2 separate regions of the Capsicum annuum genome follow, and region 2 is linked to region 1. The links are chromatin contacts, called in public Hi-C maps. All regions are on one chromosome and are shown on one strand. The core of a region is the stretch at or near the end of the contact, and the rest is flanking DNA. Distances in the headings are between cores, read along the strand shown. Region 1 overlaps LOC107873264 (THO complex subunit 4A). Region 2 overlaps LOC107873265 (a long non-coding RNA gene).

Region 1 (5,253 bases), core at 1,937-4,436:
GCCTCTCACACCTACGAACCGGGGCATCCATGCCCCTCCTCTTCACGTGTCCGAACCATCTCAATCGGGCTTCCCGCATCTTGCACTCCACTGAAGTCACACCAACCTTCTCCCGGGTTCAAGATAAATGAATGTGATGAATGTATTTACATTAAAGACACTCCAAATCACAAGGTCATTGTTTGTTTGTACGTGGATGATATGTTGATCATCAGTAGAGACATTTCTGACATAAATGCGAAACGAATGCTTGAGAGCAAGTTTGATATGAAAGACCTTGGAGTTGCGGATGTGATCTTAGGAATAAAAATCCATAAAACTCCACAAGGATTGGCATTGTCACAGTCTCATTACATCGAAAAGGTACTTGATAAGTTCAAGTATTTAGATTTCGGTATTGCCAAGATTCCATTAGACGTGAGCCTTGCATTTCAAAAGAATGAAGGTGAAAGTGACTTACAGTTGGAATACGCAAGAGTGTTGGGATGTTTAATGTATATCATGAATTGTGCACGATTAGACATAACATGTGTTATTAGTAAGTTGAGTCGGTACACGAGTAATCCTAATAAAACTCACTGGATGGCAATGAAAAGAGTTTTGGGGTATCTTAAATATACTCAAGACTATGCTTTACATTATAATAAATATCCCACGGTAATTGAAGGATATAGTGATGCAAATTGGATCATCGGATCGAATATAGTAAAATCCATGAGTGGATATCTATTTACTATATGTGGAGGAGCATTTGCTTGGAAATCGTCCAAACAGACATGTATTGCTCGCTCTACAATGAAATTTGAATTTATCATATTAGATAAAACCGGTGAAGAAGCAGAATGGCTCTGGAATTTCTCGAAAGATATTCCTTATTGGCCCAAACCATTGGCACCAACATGTATACATTGTGACAGCCAAGCGGCGATAGGTAGGACAGGAAGCATGATGTATAGCAGTAAATATCGCCATATAAGATGGAGACATAATACCATTAGAGAACTACTCTCTTGTGAAGTTATCACTGTTGACTATGTGAAGTCAAAATGACAATGTGTCGGATCTACTTACAAAAGGTCTATCTAGAGAGGGAGTTGAGAGAACATTCAAGGGAATGAGTTTACGGCGTAGGACAAGTCAGCATGACGGTAACTCTACCTAGCAGACTAGAGATCCCAAGAGCTAGGTTCAAGGAGATCAAACAAAGTTGTGACTGACATGTTTAACATTGTCAATATACCCAACCCATTCTCATGATGTAGATAATGTTTAGTAAACAAGGATAAGGCTTGTGATGCGAAACCTTTTTACTTTTAATGATTATCTAAATTTGGGAGGTTTGACTAAATAGTTTAATCTATAGGATTGAATGTTCAGAAATCACCTATGTGAGGGTGAAGTTGAAGCCGCTTCAAGGAGAATGTTAGTAAAGGCCTATTCTCTAAGCTTTCATGAAACTAGGACGTGTTCATGGCTGAAACGAACAAAACCGTGAGAACCATAAGCGGTAAAAGACTGGTTGTGCGACATGTGTTGTCTAGGTGTACATTAAAGCTCGACGGGTCAAAGATAAAAAATCTACCAATTGACCGAGTGCATTCGATGCATGCTCACTACGGAAAGTTCAAAGGGAAACTCATTTATCCAGATGCAATCAGTCTTTACTTGCTGATCACATACTTGTCTGTAAAGTTTTATAAAGAGTAGCCATTCCTCATTCATGTGGGGGATTGTTGGGTTCAATTGGTGTAAATGAAAAATAGAGGGACACAATCCACCCTTCGAGGAAAAGAAACACTGTTTCGGAAAAGGAGTGACTGTTCGGTCGGATGTGACTGTTCAAAAAAGACATGTTTCGGAATGGATAGACATGACTATTCCAAAATGATACACCCTTCCATGAACCATTGCTTCCTTTTCGAAGGGGCATTTGATGACTATAAATACCCGAACTTTTTTCCTCAGGTACTATATGAAATTTCTGCATTGAAAAAACATTTCTCTTGCTTCTAAAAACATTTCTCTTGCTTCTAAAAACTCGGTGTGATCATCTCCCGTTGCGTGAGTTCGAAGAAATCAGAAGGTTTGAGGTACCGCTACATTCTGATTGTGAGCCATTTTATCCTGAGAGGAAAAACTCCGCAACATCGGGCACTTGAGGGGAATTAATTTCTTAAGGATACTCCATGAATTCGGAGGACTTGGCTCTTTTTCTACTTCATCTTGTTTCTTTAAAATAACACACTTCTTTGATAGTTCATGTTGAACTTGGGTTGAAGGTGTTGAAAACTTCGGTGATGTTCTTGAATTAATCTTGAACTTGTGTTGAAGTATTTGAGAAAACATACAGATTGTGTACCTGAAACAACAGAATACACAGAGAATTTTGACTCTGTATGGATGTTGTGGCACCTAATTTCTTTCTGGTAGATTCCTATTGATGCTACCTGGAGCACTGGATGGTGTAAAACATAGTATTATGTGTTATTAAAATATTCTGCTTTGTATAATATGTTGTATATGATTACTTTGATTTCCTGATCTTCAATCTAGTCTCTTCTGGATTCTCGTTCTTGTCAAGTCTCTGCTCTAGGTTCAAAGCTGTTGATCTTAAATCGTAGTTGCATTACATTCTTGAAGCAACTATTCTGATGAGAAGTCCTGAAACAATTATAACCTACAGACATCTGTTTTATTTTCAGCTGCTGTTTTCAGATGTTGGTGAGCTTAAAGAATATGCGCTGCATTATGATAACTCAGGCAGGTCAAAGGTAATTTGGCAAGCCACCTTCCCTAGAAAGAGTCTCCTTAGATGTGTTCTGTAATATATTCTTGTTGATAATGTTGAGTAAATTCCTGTTTAGGGAACTGCAGAAGTGGTCTTCACACATCAGTCTGGTGCTTTAGCTGCTATGCGTAGATACAACAACATACAGCTTGACGGTAGACCAATGAAAATTGAGGTGATTGGGGTGAATGTTCCAACTCATCCAGTGCCTCATTTTGCATCAGAAAATTTGCGAGGAAGTTTCCAGAGGTAAAACATCAGTACCTTGTAGCTTTTTTGTTGGGGAAGGATTCATATTGTCCACGGTTATTTTATGAGCAACCAGTAACTCTTGAATGCTAGTGGCATAAAAGATCATTCAGATGCTAATGATTGGGTTGTAATTTCTTTACTAATGAGCCCTTGCCTGAATGTAATGACTTCTAGAGAATTGTTTTGGCCTGCAGACCAGGAGGAGCAGCATATGAAAGGGCTCGTATAGAAAGAAACCATCATAAACCTGTCTCAGCTACAGTTTCAAAAAAAACACCCGTCTCAGCTGAAGATCTTGATGCTGATTTGGACAAGTATCATTCTGATGCTATGCACATTTAAGTAATTTCTCATTATTTTTGTCCTACGGCTGTTTGTTAACATCCAAGAACGCAAGAGCCTCCTGTCCTACGTTGACATCATATAAATTATATGGTACATAAATAGCTAAATACCCAGTTATATAAACTTAGCTCACTTTGTTTAGAGGTAATCTGGATATACATCTCTTCACTATTATATCATCTTGGCAAGAGGATTTTACATAATTATGGTGATTGCACAAGCTTTTTCTTGCATTTGTTGTTCCCTCCAGAATCTTTAATTGTGTGCTTAGTCTATATACTGCTTGTCAAGTTAGTGTTGCAGAAGTTACTACTTGGTTAAGATTCATGTTTGGTCTAGGTCATCAAATTTGGATTGGACTGTTTTAATTTCTCTTCCAATTTTCTAGTGCCTACATCTTTCTTACAAATCTTCTCTTTGATTGCGTAACCTTTGTTCGTGTCACGGCAATTCTAAGTTCTTTGTTCCTCTTGATTTGATTTGTTTTAGGACAAACACATAAATACACTTAAGAGTAAATATTACAAAAACTACCCATAGTTTCTATTTTACAAAATATAACAATAGAAATGTAACAAAATCTACCAGCAAAAGAAAAAAATAAAAGACAATAAATAAAATAGCATGATTTAAAGGGTAACTTAATAGTTGATATTTTACCCTACAAATTCTCCTACTTTGTTTTTCATCAACTTTTTTAAAAAAATAATAAGGCAAACGAAAAAACACTACATTTATTTGATATTTGTTTTATGTTTTCAGATTTAATTTATTTAATTTAATTGACCTTAATTTTTAATATTTTTTAGGAGAAAACATCATTAATAGTGGTAAATTCTCCGGTTGATTCAAACCACATCCTATACAAATTTCATACACCATAAAATTATTGATTCAAACCACATCCTATACAAATTTCATACACCATAAAATTATTGATACACCTATTTTTATATAGATTGGACACCATAAAATTATTGATACATCAATTTTTATACATTTTAAACACTATAAAATTATTAATACACCAATTTTTATATAAAACTTTCTAATACACCATAAAATTATTGATACACCTATTTTTATATAGATTGGACACCATAAAATTATTGATACACTAATTTCTATACATTTTGGATACTATAAAATTATTGTTACACCAATTTTTATATATTTTCGACACCATAAAATTGTTGTTATTGATAAATTAATTTCTAGATAATTCAAACACCATAAAATTATCATTTTTATACATTTTAAACACCATAAAATTATTAATACACCAATTTTTATATAAAACTTTCTAATACACCATAAAATTATTGATACACCTATTTTTATATAGATTGGACACCATAAAATTATTGATACACTAATTTCTATACATTTTGGATACTATAAAATTATTGTTACACCAATTTTTATATATTTTCGACACTATAAAATTGTTGTTATTGATAAATTAATTTCTAGATAATTCAAACACCATAAAATTATTGATACAAAATCATTAATACATCAATTTCTATACAATTCAGACACCGTAAAGCTGTTGATACACCAAATTCTATATAATTCATGCACCATAGATACATCAATTTCTATAAAATTCTTACACTACACCATAGATACACCAATTTCTATACAATTCATACACCACACAATAAATACATCAATTTCTTTACAATTCATATACCATAAAATCATTGATATCCATCTCAGCCGGTGTCATCGGACAATTCTCAAAACTCTTCGAAACTACCAGAAGATCTAATCTAATCGGCTTTTTTCTTTTCAACACTCTTCTTTTTCAACACCAAGCTTCCATTCCTGTAAAAAATCTCTCTGCAAAACACTCTCTTTAGAAC
Region 2 (4,966 bases), core at 959-3,458, 340 kb after region 1:
CATAACTTCTTCTCTTTTTTTTAAATTTCTTTATAGACTAAATTTTTTCCGATTCAAGAAACATTTAAATAAGTTATTTTACGAAAATAAATTGTAAATCATAAAATAACATTTTCAGCATTTCGATATTAAATAAAAAGTATTCAAAATTACTTTGCCATCAAAAATATCAAAGTAAAAGAGACTAATTATCTTTGTTAGATAAAAATTTTCAAAAAAAATAGATAGAATATTTTATCTTAAAAAAAGAAAAATCATTTCTAGGTCTAAACAGTAAGTCGTAACTCATTGTAATAAAATTGTGGAAGAAATCATTTTATATCAAAAGTTTAATGTTGTTTAATTAAAACAATTTCACTTGGTGTCAAAATTTTGAAAAATGGATATTTTCTTACCAAAATCGAAAAACTTAAATACCAACATCTCTTCTTTTAATCATGGTTAATTAGTATACTTCTTTGGTTAAGAAAATTAATTAATTTAGACCTTTGATATTTAAGTAGCATAGGTGTCACACATCTAAATAGAAACTTAGAGAAAATGGAGAAGTGGTGGTTGCTTTCAAATCTTCTTCAATTATTATTTTTTATTCGAAAAAGACTTAAAAATACTCCTGGATTATCTGAAATAGCTCAAAAATACCCCTCGTTAGATTTTTGGCTCAAAAATACCTCTCCATTAAATATTTGACTCAAAAATACCCCTCCCTCTAACGGAATTCGAAAAAGGATCAAAAATACCCCTAAACTATCTGAAATGGGTCAAAAATACCCCTCTGTGAAATATTTGGCTAAAAAATACCCCTCTCCTTAACGAAATTAAATTATTTCGATTGAATTAAACCCTAACTTTAACTTTTAACTCTAATACGTTAATTTTTTTACATCAAAGTATTTTTTTAATTTTACAAATAAGATAATGAAAAAAAGTATTTGAATTATAATATAAATTGGTTGAATTTGATTTGAAAAATAAACATACATTTATTCTAAAAAGGTATTTTCACTTTACATCTTTTTAATCTTTAAAGAAATTAAAGAAATATAAATTAACAAAATTAACAAAATTAACGAAATATAAATCTTCACTTAAAGAAATTAACGAAATATATATTAAATGATGAACTTTATATAAATTAATGAAATAATCGAAATAATTTAATTTCGTTAAGGGAGGGGTATTTTTGAGCCAAATATTTAGCAGAGGGGTATTTTTTACCCATTTTAGATAGTTCAGGGGTAGTTTTGATCCTTTTCTGAATTCCGTTAGAGGGAGGGGTATTTTTGAGCCAAATATTTAACGGAGGGGTATTTTTAAGCCAAAAATCTAACGAAGGGCATTTTTGAGTTATTTCGGATAGTTCAGGGGTATTTTTGAGCCTTTTTCGTTTTTTATTTGATACACATTCAACCAAAAAACTGTCATACAATAAATTTAAAACTGCTCGATGGTTCTAAAGAAAATAAAATTATGTTTAAAATGTTTATTAGTTTTTGCTACTTGGCTAAACCAGATGTGTCTTAAATTATTTGAAACATACATACATACATACATACATACATACATACATAATACCTGACTTTTCAGAAACAAAAAACGTACAATCAATTCTTATTCATATATTGAGTAACATTTTAGCCACAATAAAAATATAAAATCAGCTCGCTTCAATCACTAAGTTCATAGCTATCTAGTTTTATCTTTTTGTGACCTTTAACTTGTAGTGTAATAGGAATTCATTTCCATGGCATTAGTTGACCAACTAAATGATAGTAATACTTTCTGCACAACATTTAACTCTAACTACCTAAAGAGATATACATTTAAATAATGCAAACATTTCCTAAGAAATGAGAAAGATGAAAGTCCTCTCGACTTTTTTCCATAAGTCTTTTATTTCACAATAATCATATAGCAAATTGTTAAGAGAATTACAACTTCAAATTAAATAATCTCATTCCCCTCATAAACAATATTTTCTTTTCTCTGTGAATCATTTTTTGAAAAACGAAATCGTCAAAGAAATTATGCAATAGCTGAGGAAGAACTAACAAAGGTTCCAAAAGCTAATTCTAAGTTACATCACCAACTGCATTCTCAACTCCTTTGGGAATAAATTTAGCATCTGTATTAGACCTGCAATCAAAATCCTAGGTTAGAGTTGGTATATGTTTAAGTTGAATTCATATTGAAAGAAAAAACCACATGTAGTCATCTCTGGAATTGCGTATTCCACTAATCTTCACTGGACTCTGACCTATTCGTGTTTATTAATTAGTTCTGTAGCTAATGAAAAAACACGAATAAGAAAAGAAGAGAAGAGAATAAAGGTAAATACAAAGTCAAATCAGAAGTAATCAAAATTTAAAAAGGACAGTCCAGTGAATTAAAGCTCCAGCTATGCGAGGGGCCAGGAAAGGGTCAAACCACAAGGATCTGTACGCAAAATTACCTTTGCATTTTTTCACGGCTTAAGCCAATTCCCTCCCGATCACATGACATCACAAGTAATCATACACGAAACCGAAACTGATATAACTTCCTAAATCGATGTTGAAATCTGATTTTCATCATCTAGCGTATAATTTTATCACTGTATAAAATTATAAAAGTAAAATCCTCAACCAAAATTATTTAAAAGAAAAGGTACATAAATTTGTGATACTTCTCTTCTAAATAATATGATTTCGAAGATACTTCAAGTTGTGATACTTCTCTTTTGAATACTATGATTTCTATATGTTGTTAGAGTGAATGTTATTTATTTTCTCATTTTATAAGCCAAGTAAGTAATAACTATAGCACACTTCTGAATAACGATCTGGTATAATTTGATCCTTCCCTGACTTTTGCAGCTTGATTGTAATGACCACAAGATCTGTCAAATCTCAAAGATAGATTTGTCAAAAAAAAATTTGTTGCTCACTTTAGCAATTTTTTAATTACAGTTTTTTCTAGGACATATTTAATATGATAAGATCAAATGACATTTTGATACATCTAATATATTTTTAATTTAAAATCACAAAATTTTAAAATTTTATTCTACATTTTTAAAAATTTATTAATTTAAAATAAACAAATACATTGAAAGAGAAAAAATATTTATTGAGTCAATGATTACACAAAATGTTGTCTCCACTTTCAGCGGTGTATAGAAATGTGTCTTCTAATTTTAGAATTATACTAGATGTAGCGCGGGCCCAACATTGAAGCTTTAGCATTGGCCTAGGCAACTGTGTTATAGCAATAGCTAGTGAAGAAACCACTTTTGATGATGAGGTGCATTTCAAAAGAGCACTAAAATTATGATGATTTGATCGTTTAGTTATGACATGTTTCAGTTACATCGACAAAATTGAGGTAGCAGGTAAAATATTGTGTGTGGCTCTATGGATGCAGTATATGAGCAAATACAACCGGTGTTTCTGCAGATATTATTGCAACATCCTCATTGGCTTTCTTGATTTTGTTGATCCCAACATGGTCGATTTCTTGATATTGATTTGCCAAGAAAGACGTTGCTACTGTTGATGAATGTGCTGATGAGCCAAAGAGCTGAAGGAGGAGAAAGACCAACAGCTTAAGGAGATTGAATTGTGGCAGCTGAAACTGCAGGAGATGGCTCTGCTATTTGGTTAGCAGAGCCGGCCTTGGAGGCTGTCCATTTCCATGACGATCTATTCTGAGCGTCCCTTCCGAAGAATTGAATGCTAAAAGCCCTGAGTAATGATGTCACTTATGAGCTCAATGGTGTCATTATGTATACGACTATAAATTTGTAATAATAGTATCAACTTCTTTTAAACTCTATCAACTACCTATTCACCGTGATATCAATCACCTGAAGATAATTTATATTCATGCATTTCAAAGAAAACCTCAGATGCTTAATAAAAAATCCATCATAAATAGGAAAGCAGATTTCACAAGTAGCAATTCAAGTCCACTGAACTCATGCATATAAAATATTACAATGTAAAATATATAGTTAGCTATTAAAAGGAAACGTAAAGTGTACAATGAATGAAGTCATTAAACTCCATCGTGGCATAGATCATATCAATGAAGACAATATCTTAACAGGCAAAAGAGATAATAATAAGCATTAAACTAAACTCACGGTGTAAGTAGTAGTAGGCTCTATAGCCCTAGGAACAGACAATATAATAAATGTTCCTACACTCCTGATAACTACAGAATAACAACAACAACAACAACAAACCCAGTGTATTCCCACTTAGTGGGGTCTGGGGGGTAAGATGTACGCAGTCCATACCTCTACCTCTGATGAAGTAGAAAGGCTGTTTCCGAAAGACCCCCGGCTCAAGGCACAAGATATCACACAAACACATAGTAAAGCACAGAAGCAGATGACATAACATAAATACGGCACCCATAAGGAATATAAAACAGAGGAAAGCAGAGGAAAGCACACTGATTCGTAATAAGCATGGAACACTGAATACGAAATCATAACGGGAATAAAAAATAAAAAATAAAAAAAAACCCCACCAAGTAATTCCCTACACTAGCGACCCAATCTGGCCCTACTCTTCTGCCGTAATTCGCGTCTTCCAGACCTTCCTATCTAGGGTCATGTCCTCGGTGAGCTGTAACTGTTCCATGTCCCGCCTAATCACCTCACCCCAGTACTTCTTCGGCCTACCCCTACCCCGCCTAAAACCATCCAACGCTAGCCTCTCACACCTACGGACCGGGGCATCCATGCCCCTCCTCTTCACGTGTCCGAACCATCTCAATCGTGCTTCCCGCATCTTACACTCCACTGAAGTCACACCAACCTTCTCCCGGATAGTCTCATTCCGAACTCTATCCCCTCGAGTCAGTCCACACATCCAGCGCAACATCCGCATTTCTGCCACCTTCATTTTTTGGATGTGGGAGTTCTTAACTGGCCAACACTCCGCTCCATACAGCAAGGCCGGACGGACTACCACCCTAT

Evidence for each region. Hi-C and Micro-C count contacts between places; a contact is called where the count stands out from the background.
Region 2: a Hi-C map of leaf shows a contact between it and region 1, with 3 times the contacts expected there. The contact joins two enhancer-like sites. A contact is called at or near these places in 2 of 5 Hi-C or Micro-C datasets (leaf and placenta).

What each region holds. Positions count from the first base shown.
Region 1 is chr6:105,118,780-105,124,032 of UCD10Xv1.1, forward strand. It overlaps LOC107873264 (THO complex subunit 4A), which reads left to right. Exons shown (of 5, transcript XM_016720035.2): 3 at 2,703-2,771; 4 at 2,865-3,037; 5 at 3,235-3,618. The coding sequence ends at 3,382. Among protein-coding and RNA genes, the nearest start is that of LOC107873264, 9.5 kb to the left of the region's middle. Within about 2 kb of position 3,187, at least 4 of the 5 cell types and tissues checked have an H3K27ac peak or open chromatin away from gene starts, as enhancers often do. A contact at or near this core is called in leaf, where this site is marked.
Region 2 is chr6:105,455,218-105,460,183 of UCD10Xv1.1, forward strand. LOC107873265 (a long non-coding RNA gene) reads right to left here. Exons shown (of 6, transcript XR_007057106.1): 5 at 2,453-4,966; 6 at 2,122-2,136. Among protein-coding and RNA genes, the nearest start is that of LOC107873265, 7.7 kb to the right of the region's middle. Within about 2 kb of position 2,209, at least 5 of the 5 cell types and tissues checked have an H3K27ac peak or open chromatin away from gene starts, as enhancers often do. A contact at or near this core is called in leaf, where this site is marked.